Regions from separate parts of the Ovis aries genome. Here region 1 is linked to region 2. A link is a contact called in public Hi-C data. All regions are on one chromosome and are shown on one strand. Each heading gives the region's core, a stretch centred on a gene start, on an enhancer-like site or on the middle of the called end of the contact. The rest is flanking DNA. Distances are from core to core; before and after follow the strand shown. Region 1 holds the start of HSD17B7 (hydroxysteroid 17-beta dehydrogenase 7). Region 2 holds the start of UHMK1 (U2AF homology motif kinase 1).

The links. Hi-C and Micro-C count contacts between places; a contact is called where the count stands out from the background.
Region 1: a contact with region 2 is called in a Hi-C map of liver, with 5 times the contacts expected there. The contact joins the promoter of HSD17B7 here to the promoter of UHMK1 in region 2. A contact is called at or near these places in 3 of 16 Hi-C or Micro-C datasets (blood and liver).

The regions. Positions count from the first base shown.
Region 1 is chr1:114,348,981-114,355,987 of ARS-UI_Ramb_v3.0, reverse strand. HSD17B7 (hydroxysteroid 17-beta dehydrogenase 7) reads right to left here and starts at 1,318. Exons shown (of 10, transcript XM_042257093.1): 1 at 1,205-1,318. The coding sequence starts at 1,239.
Region 2 is chr1:114,014,312-114,020,947 of ARS-UI_Ramb_v3.0, reverse strand. UHMK1 (U2AF homology motif kinase 1) reads right to left here and starts at 1,586. Exons shown (of 7, transcript XM_060403385.1): 1 at 1,148-1,586. The coding sequence starts at 1,415. LOC132658260 (a long non-coding RNA gene) reads left to right here and starts at 2,188. Exons shown (of 3, transcript XR_009597626.1): 1 at 2,188-2,358; 2 at 5,317-5,409.

The DNA.
Region 1 (7,007 bases), core at 69-2,568, 340 kb before region 2:
GTACATGTGTCAATTACCTCCTTCAGAAAGAGCATTGTGAAACCACACAGTAGATGGGGAGAGGGGTCGGATCAGGTTGGCTGATAACAGTGAAACCCTAGGTAAGTGGGCTTTTTCTAAGACTTTAAAGCTGATTCCAGGCAAAGAGCCTAGCACCATGAATAAACCATAGTTATGTTTATTCATCCCCACTTGAGAATAGGCCTTTACTATAAATATACAATTGCACCTATCACAATATTTGTAAAAGGAACAAACACAAAATCAAGCCTGATTTATTTAAGCACATCAACATAGAAAGCACCACACTGGTTGTTAAAGTTATTCAGGTGAGGGCATGTTAAAATTCTGCCCATCACAAGACACCTGCCGGGTTTGTCTTTTAACATGGACAGGTCTAGATAACTGAAAGCTGAACTAATTTTAAATGTCGTTTAACATAACCTCAGTCTTAATCCACCCGTCCCTCCCCCACAAAACGCCTCAATTAGAAAATTGGTTTGGTTAGTTTCATCCTTCACACACTGTTCATTGAATTACAAACGAAAAGTAAAACGGAGGCTGAATCCAAATACCCAACCCCTGGAGTAAATTACTCATCGGCAGTACGGTTACTTGCACTCCTTCCACGCCTTAACAGAAAAAAGGTACTTTTCTCTGAGTCTCTATAGAGTACTTATACTAGGTGTCTAGCACTGTGTTATATGAGATATTCTCACCCCATCCCACCCCCAACCCCCGTATTCTAACGTTCTTGGAGGCTGAAATTTATCTAGGGGCGGAAGTCTAGCACAGAAAAAAGCTGGGAGAGTACAAAATATATGGTGAACTGGTCTAATTTACCAGTGATGAGAAAGTTAAAAGTGTAAAGGGGGCGAGGTCTGAGTGGGTAGAGCCCTTTCTCTGCATACCGACAGGATCGTCACTGAGACACATCTCTTAGTGACGCTCTACTTTTTGTTTTTCGCTGTCATGTTTAATTGAAAGCACGTTACTGAGCTGCTCACGACGCCGACAGGCCTGGTACCTCGCGCACAAGGGAACCCAGGGAAAAGCCGGACAGGGTCTCGGCCCTGTCCCCACCAAGGCAGGGTCAACGACAGGAGCTCCTAGGGTCGGTCGGTGGCGGGTCCACCTGGCTCGGTACTTCCTGCTCCCTTGGACCCCAGCCCCGCCGCCTCCACTATCTCGAAGGAGGTCTCACCTGCTCGCCCCGGTGATCAAAACCACTTTCCGCATGCTTGCACACCCTGTGACCACGCGCCCCAAAGCAGGGACCCGGCAAGGTTTCCCACGTTTAGACCCGTATCCCCGCCTCGGCCACGCCCCCGGGCCGTCAATCAGGGCCCGCCGGGGCCCCGCCTCCCTTTTTCGTCATGGATTTCGCGCCGGGAGGCTCTTCCGTCGCGGCCTCCCAGCCGCTCGCAGCGCAGGAGCCCGGATGGAGTGAGATAGGCCGAGGGGCGGGGCCGCGTTGTCGCACGAGGCCCGAGCCAATCCGAGCTGTCCCTGCTCCTGGGCCTCGGAAGGTGTCCCGCCCCGCGTCCGCCCCGCGTCCGCCCCGCTGACGTGAGGCTTCTGTCGTGGTTGGGGCGTTCTCCTAGCAGTGCGCTCGGGTAGGGGAGTTGCGGCTCAAGCGGGGTGAATACCCTGGCGCCTCTGATTAGCACTTCATGGCAGGAAGACCTCAGGATATTTTCACCAGAGCTCCGTATTTTAGAGGAGAGGTTTGAGGCTAGGAAGTGAAGTTTAGAGATGATCATTACTTAGTTTTCCATCCAGGCACTGTGCCAATTAACACCCAACCTTCTGGTTCCAAAACTCCTCCTCTTCCTCTAAAAAAATCATCTTCGTGAAAATGAACACTGATTTTACTAAGAACTTTACGGAGAATCATGCATGAATTGCCAGTTTGCAAAACTTGGAATATGGTGTAGAGTAAGAGAAGCTTAGAATTCCATAGGACGTTAATGGGTCCTGTATTGTAACCCCCTATTTCAGTGTGTCTCAAATTCTTTGTGGTAAAGGACCCACTTTGTTTTTCCAAGCCACCCCAGATGGGTACTTCTGGAATAATCAATAAAAATAAATTGCTAGAAAAATTAAATAAAAAGCAAGAAGCATACAAGCCCCAATTTTTTTTTTTTAATTAAATTCAACAGATGTAAGTACTCTGCCAAACTGCCATAAAAGTTTCTGATGCTTACTTTAGGTTTCTGGATTTATTGTGGGCTAGTCATAATGTGACCATCACCAGTCTGGGTCCACAGTAAGGAATTCTACACATCTTGTATCAAACTTTGTGGAAGGTTCTTCATGACCACTTTCAAAGTTTTAATTATTTATAAACAGCAATGATCTCTGAAAGATAGAGACTGAGGTCATTTTCACTGGCTTTTGAGTAACCTGGACATTTTGATTAATTTTATATCAGTTTAGTATTAGATAAATCTTATAACAATAAAATTAGATTGAAAGAATAAACGTGATTATTAAAGATTTAATTCCTGTATCATCTATATATATATATTTTTTTTTTTTAGTGACGCTCAGCTTCTACCCATAACCCACTTACAACTATTATAAAGAAACCATGATTTAACAATATTTTCTGAAAGTTCTGCAGTAAAATTAACTCATGTTGGGCTGCACCGCTACAGTCTTGCAATCCTTGTAGCTGCCCAGTTGCTAGACCAAAGAAAGAATCCAGAGGCAGCAAAAGAGACGTCAATGATTTATTACATCTCACATATCAGAGGCACTGTCCTGGAGTGAGGCCCCACTGTGCATGGTCAACAGGAGGCAGGACAAGGCAGCAGTATTCACTGCACAGTGGAGGAGAAGGCTGTCGGTAACAGGGGACTTGACATCCAAAGGACTCCTTGATGGCCAGGGAGACTGCTGAAACGTCTTCCCACAGTTCTTTGAGTTAGCAACCTGTGCAAGGGCCACTGTTTCTTACTGGTGATCAAACATGTTGGCATCATTCTGGCCCTCAGTCTTAGAGTAATTGTTAGGTAGGGTCGGGGTTGATCATAACCAATTAAACTTTCAGCTCAGGAGATGGAGGCCACCATGGGCATATAGTAAGGATGAGGCAGGGCCAGGTAGGGCAGCGATGTACAGATACCAAGAGAGCAGCAATTTTATAGGGCCTGACAGTACACCCCAATCTTTAGAATCTAGACCTAAAGCCTCCTTTTAGAGGGTCCAGAGTTCAGAGTTCCCTGGAGGAGGGCATGGCAACCCATTCCAGTATTCTTGCCTAGATAATCCCATGGACAGAGGAGCCTGGCGGGCTACAGACTATGGGGTTGCAAAGAGTCGGACACGACTGAAGCAACTTAGAATGAAAGCCCATAGAGCTCCGAAGTGACGTGTGAAATAAATAAGAGAGGGGACATTGATTTGTATGGCTATCCTGTGAAAAACTCATTCTTACCAATAAGGGGAGGGCCCAGACTCAGGATTTAGTATCATCACAGTTTTAGGATGACCACCAGTGTAGGACTGACTGTGAGTTAAGTGAAGGCCTGAAGACTTTGGAGCAAGACCAGCAGTCTCTCCTTCCATCATTATATCCATCCAAGCCAAGTGAGGAAACCTTGGTCTTCTCCAAATAAAGTTTCTGCTTTCAAGGTTCTGCAGCCTCTGAAAGATACGCTGAACTGCTAGATGTGCCAGAGAGACCAGGAGAATAAGACTCTGTCGATGACAGATACTTAATTTTGTATTTTAAAGATATTCCATCACATGTCGGATGCTGCTCCATAACAGCCATAATTGTTTTAATAAATCTTTTTTAAAAAATTTATTCGCCTGCACTGGGTTTAGCTGTGGCATGTGGGATCTAGTTCCCTAACCAAGGATCAAACCCAGGCCACCTTCATTGGGAGCGCAGTCTTAGCCATTGGACCACCAGAGAAGTCCTTATGGTTTTGCTTATAGGTGAATAAGTGTGACTTTTATCACCGCAAGCTAGTCATCTTGAGTTTGTATTGTTCATGGGCTGTTTTCCTAGAGATGCCAGAAGTAAACATGCTACCCAGCGATCGCATTTATGCCTAACACACCTTGGCCCCATGATCAGCATAGTAAATGTAGCCATTACCTTTGGCGGTTTATTCATTTCTTCATATAATAAATTTGCGTCTACACTAAACTCTGAAACTGATCTCTGGTTTCTTGTATCGTGCCTGAAATTGTCCTTAGGTAGACAAAAATAAAGATATCTTTAGCCTCCATAGTAGAGCTTTGTTCTGGGTCCTTACAGTCCTCTCTAGAACTAACTTGCCTATGGTTTGCAACAGGGGCAAAAAAATACAGCTGCCAATGGGACCTTACTTGTAGATACCTTTCGTCTGTCTTTTCTTCAAATCACTGTACATCCAGTGTGGCAAAGAACTACTTTGAGAGCAGCATTTTACCAACGGCATTAGATAGCAAAAGGTCACATGCTGCCTGTACATAATAAGTTATTGTTCTGTAGGACTCATGGACCAGAAGATATTATGTGTGTGCATTTCTTTTTCAAATACAAAATGAATATAAAATTATAAATGGAGATAAATCAATTTTCTAGTACTGATTTTACTAGTTTTTAATCAGCAGTTAAAAAAATGCACCAGGACTTCCCTGGTGGCTCAGAGGGTAAAGCATCTGCCTGCAATGCGGGAGACCTGGGTTCGACCCCTGGGTTGGGAAGATCCCCTGGAGAAGGAAATGGCAACCCACTCCAGTATTCTTGCCTGGAGAATCCCATGGACAGAGAAGCCTGGTAGTCCATGGGATTGCAAAGAGTCAGACACGACTGAGTGACTTCACTCACTCAGAAAAATGCAGGGCCTTTTAAGTTGTTAGAGAAAATATTAAAGAGCAGATATAATCTCTGTCTTTATTTAATTTTTTAATATATATTTATTTAATTGAAGGCTAGTTACAATATTGTATTGGTTTTGCCATACATTGACAAGAATCCGCCACAGGTGTACATGTGTTCCCCATTCTGAACCCCCCTCCCACCTCCTTCCCCATCACATCCTTCTGGGTCATCCCAGTGCACCAGCCGAAGCATCCTGTATCATGCATTGGACCTGGACTGGCGATTCATTTCACATATGATAATATACGTGTTTCAGTGCCATTCTCCCAAATCATCCCACCCTCTCCCTCTCCCTCTGAGTCCAAAAGACTGTTCTATGTATCTGTGTCTCTTTTGCTGTCTCACATACAGGGTTATTGTTACCATCTTTCTAAATTCCATATATATGTGTTATTATACTGTATTGGTGTTTTTCTTTCTGGCTTACTTCACTCTGTATAATCGGCTCCAGTTTCATCCACCTCATTAGAACTGATTCAAATGTATTCTTTTTAATGGCTGAGTAATACTCCATTGTGTATATGTACCACAGCTTTCTTATCCATTCATCTGCTGATGGACATCTAGGTTGCTTCCATGTCCTGGCTATTATAAACAGTGCTGCGGTACTGTTGGGGTGCTGCGGAACATTGGGGTACAAGTGTCTCTTTCAATTCTGGTTTCCTCAGTATGTATGCCCAACAGTGGGATTGCTGGGTCATAAGGCAGTTCTATTTCCAGTTTTTAAAGGAATCTCCACATTGTTCTCCATAGTGGCTGTACTAGTTTGCATTCCCATCAACAGTGTAAGAGGGTTCCCTTTTCTCCACACCCTCTCCAGCATTTATTGTTTGTAGACTTTGGGATAGCAGCCATTCTGACTGGTGTGAAATGGTACCTCATTGTGGTTTTGATTTGCATTTCTCTGATAATGAGTAATGTTGAGCATCTTTTCATGCGTTTGTTAGCCATCTGTATGTCTTCTTTGCAGAAATGTCTGTTTAGTTCTTTGGCCCATTTTTTGATTGGGTCATTTATTTTTCTGGAACTGAGCTGCAGGAGTTGCTTGTATATTTTTGAGATTAGTTGTTTGTCAGTTGCTTCATTTGCTATTATTTTCTCCCATTCTGAAGGCTGTCTTTTCACCTTGCTTATAGTTTCCTTTGTTGTGCAGAAGCTTTTGATTTTAATTAGATCCCCTTTGTTTATTTTTTGCTTTTATTTCCAGAATTCTGGGAGGTGGGTCATAGAGGATCCTGCTGTGATTTATGTCGGAGAGTGTTTTGCCTATGTTCTCCTCTAGGAGTTTTATAGTTTCTGGTCTTATGTTTAGATCTTTTATCCATTTTGAGTTTATTTTTGTGTATGGTGTTAGAAAGTGATCTAGTTTCATTCTTTTACAAGTGGTTGACCAGTTTTCCAGGCACCACTTGTTAAAGAGATTGTCTTTAATCCATTGTATATTTTTGCCTCCTTTGTCAAAGATAAGGTGTCCATAGATGTGTGGATTTATCTCTGGGCTTTCTATTTTGTTCCATTGATCTATATTTCTGTCTTTGTGCCAGTACCATACCGTCTTGATGACTGTGGCTTTGTAGTAGAGCCTGAAGTCAGTCAGGTTGATTCCTCCAGTTCCATTCTTCTTTCTCAAGATGCTTTGACTATTCGAGGTTTTTTGTATTTTCATACAAATTGTGAAATTATTTGTTCTAGCTCTGTGAAAAATAACAGTGGTTTGATAGGGATTACATTGAATCTATAGATTACTTTGGGTAGCATACTCTTTTCATTATATTGATTCTCCACCAGAAAATTACTAGAGCTAATCAATGAATATAGTAAATTTGCAGGATATAAAATCAACACACAGAAATTCCTTGCATTCCTATTCACTAATAATGAGAAAATAGAAAGAGAAATTAAGGAAACAATTCTATTCACCATTGCAATGAAAAGAATAAAATACTTAGTAATATATTTACCTAATCTCTGTCTTTAATAATAAATTATATATTCAGATATATGTATAATATATAAAAATGAAAGTGTTAATTGCTCAGTCGTGTCCAATCTTTGCGACCCCACAGACTATAGCCTGCCAGGCTCCTCTGTCCATTGGATTCTCCAGGCAAGAGTACTAGAGTGG
Region 2 (6,636 bases), core at 337-2,836:
ATGAGTAAGATTTTTGGGCAACTCGGTTATTTTAACAAAATGAGATGACCTTCAGCAGCAGATTACTACTAAAAGATATTAGATATGACATAATAATTCAAACTGTGTTTCCCAAGCACTCAGTGATGGGTGAATATGCACTTGGGTGCCAAGCAAAACTGATCAGAAGAAAAATCCAAATACTAAGTACTCTTAACAAAATGTCACAACATGCAAAATCAAAACTGAAGATCCTTTCCTGATTCAGAATAGCACTCTATTAATATTAAAAGAAAAGATTAAGATAGTCAAGATGACATTTTAACAATCTTGTAGAGATTCATCAAGTCCTTAAGCCAAAAAAATTCCCTCCTAAATAGCCAGGTTATATACACCATTTAGCAACCCTTGAAAAAGAAAAGGGGGAAAAAAAAGCAACACTAGTATTAAGACATTCTTCTTTAAATGGCAGTATTAAAGAGGTCACTCTTCAAATTAAATATGGATCATGTTTGCCAGCAAGTAAGACCATTTATAAAGCCATAACTAATTATAAGCTCTCCGTTGGTATAATAAGAATGAAAACTGTTTTTGTAAATCAATCACCAGTAATCATTATATATCTTACATTCTAAATATCTGAATGATGAAACATGGTCTTACCTGGCTAAAAGTATAAAGTGTACACGTATAATTTTCACACTTCCATACGAACATCTATGTAAAATTTAGGAGTCATTTCTCCCAAATCCATACCAAATATGTATCAAGAACAACCTATACGAGTTATTAGTATTGACGTCACAAGTACAAGAAATATTTCCCATTTTTCACTGGTGTGCAAAGATTCAAAAATTTCCGTACAAGAGATGACAATTTACCAAAGATACACCTCCTTTCACTTGAGAAGACAATTCTCTGTGCAACATTCTCTAGTGAGAACTGAAGCAAAACAGAATTTACTGAGCATCTACTACGAGCAAAGCAGACCATCTTCCCCGTACTGCAGAGTGAAAGGGGGATGGGAAACGGCCTTGTACCGGTGATGGGCACAGGGCGAGCCCCACTTCTCCAGCCTAAAATACGGGAGACGGAACGCCAGGCTGAAAGAGACAGCACGCTAAAACTGGGACCTGGGCAAGACAAGAAGGGAGACAGCGGCAATTACCGATGTTCCTGTGACCCTGCAACTGCTCCAGCGCCGCCCTCTCTTTGCGGAAACCATACTCGGCGGCCGAGGCCGCAGCCCCGGTGGTTCCTGGAGGTAGGAACTGCTTCAGCGCTCCTGGGGGCGAGCCGGGTGTGCCGCAGCAACGCACCCGATACACCGAGGCCGAGGAGCCGCTACCCAGGCGGCTCTGTACCTGCCACAGCCGTCCGAAGGCTTCCAGAAACCGCGGCGGCTCCGCGCCCCACGCGCAGCCGGATCCCGCCATCGGTGCGGACTGAGGGGGCTGACACGGAGCTGACTCGACGCCCGGGGCAGGCCGGCAGGGCCTGCGGTCACATCCCCGCCCGCCGGACCAGCGGCTCCGCAGGGACGGGCCTGCAGCCGCCTCACCGACTGCCGGGACCTCACGCCGCCATGACACCGGAAACCGCCTCCTGGGGCGGGGTGGGGAGGGAGGTCCCAGAAGCCGGAAATAGAGGAAGAGCCAATCCTGTCGGCTGAAGGAGGCGGGCCTGGGGAGGGCGGGCTTCCTAGTGGCTCAGACGGTAAAGCATCTGCTTACCTGGGATGCAGGAGACCTGGGTTCGATCCTCGGGTCCGGAAGATCCCCTGGAGAAGAAAATGGCAAACCACTCCAGTACTCTCGCCTGGAAAAGCCCATGGCCAGAGGAGCTTAATAGGCTACAGTCCATGGGGTCGCAAAGAGCAGGACACGACTGAGCGACTTCACTTTCACTAAGAAGAAATGCAGGAAAGCTTGCTTTTGATAGGGACAGAGTAAAGGGACAAAGTAGGTGATTAAATAGTGACTCTCCCTATGGGATTGTAAGTAGAAAAAATATGGGAGACCCTTGTAAATTAAAGATTATCCAAGAAAACAAGTTTGCTTAGCCGCAAAACCAGGCAGGCTTGCTTAGTAACAAAACCATGCAACAGAAGCGTGAGACATGCCCCCAAGCAATAAAACAATGGTGGCGTGAGACCCACATCCTGCCCAATGAGCTCAGTAAGTTAATGATCTATAGGATATGCTCTCTGAACACATGAAAAACACTAATTTGTGGACCTAACTTGTCCATGTAGGGATAAAAAAACTCCCCTGCGGAACCTGGAGGAGAAGCTGCTGAGAGAAGCATGACATCTACTCAAGAATGAACAAGAAGTTCTCCCCATCCCTGCTTTTCCTTTCATTATGAAACCGTAGTGCAGTAAGTTCTTGGGGCGAAGCATTTCTTGCCTGTCTGCTTGTAAGCTTTACAAGCGTCCTGTTCTGATAAATCACTTCTTATCTGTCACTTTGCCTCTCACTGAATTCTTTGCTGCATTGAGACATAAACGACTGTGTTACCAGAGCTCTTTGGAGCCCTGGAAATGACACCAAATGGTTTTACCTTCTCCTTCTGCTCTCCATTGTGTGAGGGCACAACAAGAAGTTGGAAGTTTGTAAAACAAGAAGAGAGTTTCATTAAGAACCGGACTATGCTGGTATCCTGATCTCAGACTTCCAGCTTCCAGAATCATGAGAATATAAATTGTTATTTAAGCCACCCAGTCTCAAGTAATTTGTTATAGCAGCTTGAGCTAAGGAACAATGATTATCATAAACTTTGGGCCACCCAAGTATTCCTGTAATAGAACCCATTTCTTCCGATATTTCAAGAGACTTTGTTCTCATTGCCTTGTTCTACAGCTAGGCTAGGTGGACCATTTTGGTGGTCTGTCATGACATTTACCATCTTTTCAATACCCACATCCTCTCTAATGTCAGAAGCAGCTCTAGGAGGAGGCAGAGCCAGGGCCTTTGACTGGTGCTTTTCCTGTGGGTCTGGAGGCCACACCCTGGCTTCAGAGTCAGACTTAATTTCAATCTACCATTTAATTGTCTATGCAACTCTAAGTAAACTAACTGAACTCTCTTAGACATAGTTTCTTTGGCTAATTTGAAGACAGGATGGAATATCTGCCTTGCTTTACCATCTGAGCCAGCAGGGAAAGCCATCTGCCATGCTATAATTAAATAAAATAACAAAAGTAGATTATCTCATGGAGTACTTGACACACAGTAGGTGGGATCTCAATAAGATTTGCTTATTTTTATGATTCTACACTTGGACTTAGAGTGACCAATAGAACCTTTCTCATCATGACTCCTTCTCGGTGGACTGCAAAGCTCCTACAGATGACTAACTGTGTTTCTTGGCACTACCTCTAAACATTTCCTCCATGTATTCTGTCCCCTTGTGGTATCTAAAGGACCCGAATCACACTTCTTTTCCTGTCAAGGTTACTGCCCTTCAGATGGAGGAGGATAATGTGGTGCAGGGTTCATTCTGCAGATATTTTTTGGAAAGTCGGTGTGAGCCAGCTATGACAGGGAATTCCTTCACCTCCAAAAGTCTGAAATCTTAGTGTCCTGGAGGCTATTGATGACTCACATGATCTGGGAGAAAGTTAAATTTAGAGGGTGCATTGGTGCCCTCTGTTGTTACAATGGAGAAACTACAGCCTCTGAGGCCCTAGAGCTATGTCACAAAAACTGCAGAAATAGTCTCCCAAACTCAGAGTAAAACAGAGATAGAGTTTTGTTTTTTTGTTTTTTTTTTTTATCCCCCCAGGTTGTAAAACAGGTGGCTGAGAAGAACAACTGATTCACCCACTGCGTCTGATCCCAGGAGCACTGTCCTTGGCCAAATGGCACAGAAAGCTAGGCAGGTTCACTGATGCTGGAGCTGCAGCAACAGAGTCCAAGGAAGGGTAGAATGACTTGGGGGAAAAAACTAATCTGTGATCAAAAAGGAGAGATTGTTTTGAGAAAATATGGACACTAAACTTTATAGAGGACTTATTGTGAGCTGTTACGTCATGAGGGCTCTTTGATAAACAATAGCTCTTCAAAAACTGTACAAAATTACTGCTTCCTATCTACAACCCTATATCACCCTTTGCAGTTATCTTCTCAAAGGTGGCATGGTAAAACTTAACAGACATGGTTTTTCCTTCAAACTACTTTGGGATTGAAAATCCAAAAGAACAAATTGAAGGGATATAAAAGGAGAGAGTAGCTCAGCTATGCCTATGGTTCAGTTCAGTTCAGTCACTCAGTCGTGTCTGACTCTTTGCAACTCCATGAATGGCAGCACGCCAGGCCTCCCTGTCCATCACCAACTCCTGGAGTTCACTCAGACTCACATCCATTGAGTCAGTGATGCCATCCAGCCATCTCATCCTCTGTCGTCCCCTTCTCCTTCTGCCCCCAATCCCTCCCAGCATCATTTTCCAATAAGTCATCTCTTCGCATGAGGTGGCCAAAGTACTGGAGTTTCAGCTTCAGCATCATTCCCTCCAAAGAAATCCCAGGGCTGATCTCCTTGCAGTCCAAGGGACTCTCAGGAGTCTTCTCCAACACCACAGTTCAAAAGCATCAATTCTTTGGCACTCAGCTTAGTTCACAGTCCAAGTCTCACATCCATACACGACCACTGGAAAAACCATAGCCTTGACTAGACGGACCTTAGTTGGCAAAGTAATGTCTCTGCTTTTGAATATGCTATCTAGGTTGGTCATAACTTTTCTCCCAAGGAGCAAGTGTCTTTTAATTTCATGGCTGCAGTCACCATCTGCAGTGATTTTGGAGCCCCCAAAAAATAAAGTCTGACACTGTTTCCACTGTTTCCCCATCTATTTCCCATGAAGTGATTGGACCAGATGCCATGATCTTCGTTTTCTGAATGTTGAGCTTTAAGTCAACTTTTTCACTCTCCACTTTCACTTTCATCAAGAGGCTTTTTAGTTCCTCTTCACTTTCTACCATAAGGGTGGTGTCATCTGCATATCTGAGGTTATTGATATTTCTCCCAGCAATCTTGATTCCAGCTTGTGCTTCTTCCAGCCTAGCGTTTCTCATGATGTACTCTGCATAGAAGTTAAATAAGCAGGGTGACAATATACAGCCTTGATGTACTCCTTTTCCTATTTGGAACCAGTCTGTTGTTCCATGTCAAGTTCTAACTGTTGCTTCCTGACCTGCTTATAGGTTTCTCAAGAGGCAGGTCAGGTGGTCTGGTATGCCTTTTCCAACTCTCATTCTTGTCAGGATAAAACAAAGTACTATACTTGAAAAGACTTTGAAAGCTATAAAACATGGTGTTATCATTATTTTCCCTTAGAGATGAAGGCAGCAAAAGTGGAGAAGTCACAAATAGAAGATCATGTAATTCTCCAACCAACATTTTATGAAAAGTCGGTGCTTAATAATACAGGTGGGTCTAAATAACAGAGACAATTACTCAAGCATTAATGAAAATCAATCTAGTCTTGGCCTTAAGACCAAGAGAGATAGAATATTCTAGAGAGAGGACTGCAAGCCCAAATACAGAAAGGCAGAAAGGCCAGGTAGCTTGAAACTATTCATTCACTTATTCTTGACTTCAATAAATATTTGTAAAGAACTACTACAATTTCTGTGCAAAGAACTCAGAGTCTGGTGAAGGAAACAGACAAGATTAAAGAAAAATAAATACAAGTGATGAACTACACTTGCTGCTGCTAAGTCGCTTCAGTCGTGTCCGACTCTGTGCAACCCCATAGAGGACAGCCCACCAGGCTCCCCCGTCCCTGGGATTCTCCAGGCAAGAACACTGGAGTGGATTGCCATTTCCTTCTCCAATGCAGGAAAGTGAAAAGCAAAAGTGAAGTAGCTCAGTTGTGCCCAACCCTCAGCGACCCCATGGACTGCAGCCTTCCAGGCTCCTCTGTCCATGGGATTTTCCAGGCAAGAGTACTGGAGTGGGATGCCATTGCCTTAGAGCATAAGATAAAGCTCATTATTTAAGACTGGAGAAAGTTGAAATAAGGATCGTGAGAAAGTGATCTAGTAAACTGAAAAATGCAGATGACCCCAAGCTTTCCCATTAAGGTGGTATGATATCATCATCCCAAGAGGGAAGGGGAAAGAGGCAGAAATTGAAAGAGAAAATAACTTCAGTGAAATGTATTGAGAAGGAGGGTGGCAATAAACTTCTCTAGATTCAAAAATAGGTTTAAATGGAATGGTACATAGTTGTCCTGCAGTGATCGGAGCAGGACAGAGGAATTGGTTCCAGGACCCTGGTAGATACCAAATTCATGGATGCTCAAGTACCTTATATAAAATTCTATACCCCAGAGGACCTTCCGTGTTGCAGATTCCCTATTCTTAGATTCAACCAAACCCAGAGAAGACTGAAAATCCTGAATATGAAACTGTGAATACGGAGAGTAGAGTGTATTTTGAAATTAGATTTGAGACTGGATTTTAGATAATGTTTAGGAGGCAGTTCTGCATTATATACACTATTGAGGAAAAGGCCAAGTAAGAGGTGGGGTTATGCCTCAATGTCACTCTTGTCAACTGGCCCAAGCAACTAATTGTCTCAAAAAAAATTTTGACCTGGGAATGCCAAGTCAACACTTTACTAATATCTCAAGCTTTATATATTTAAAACTGT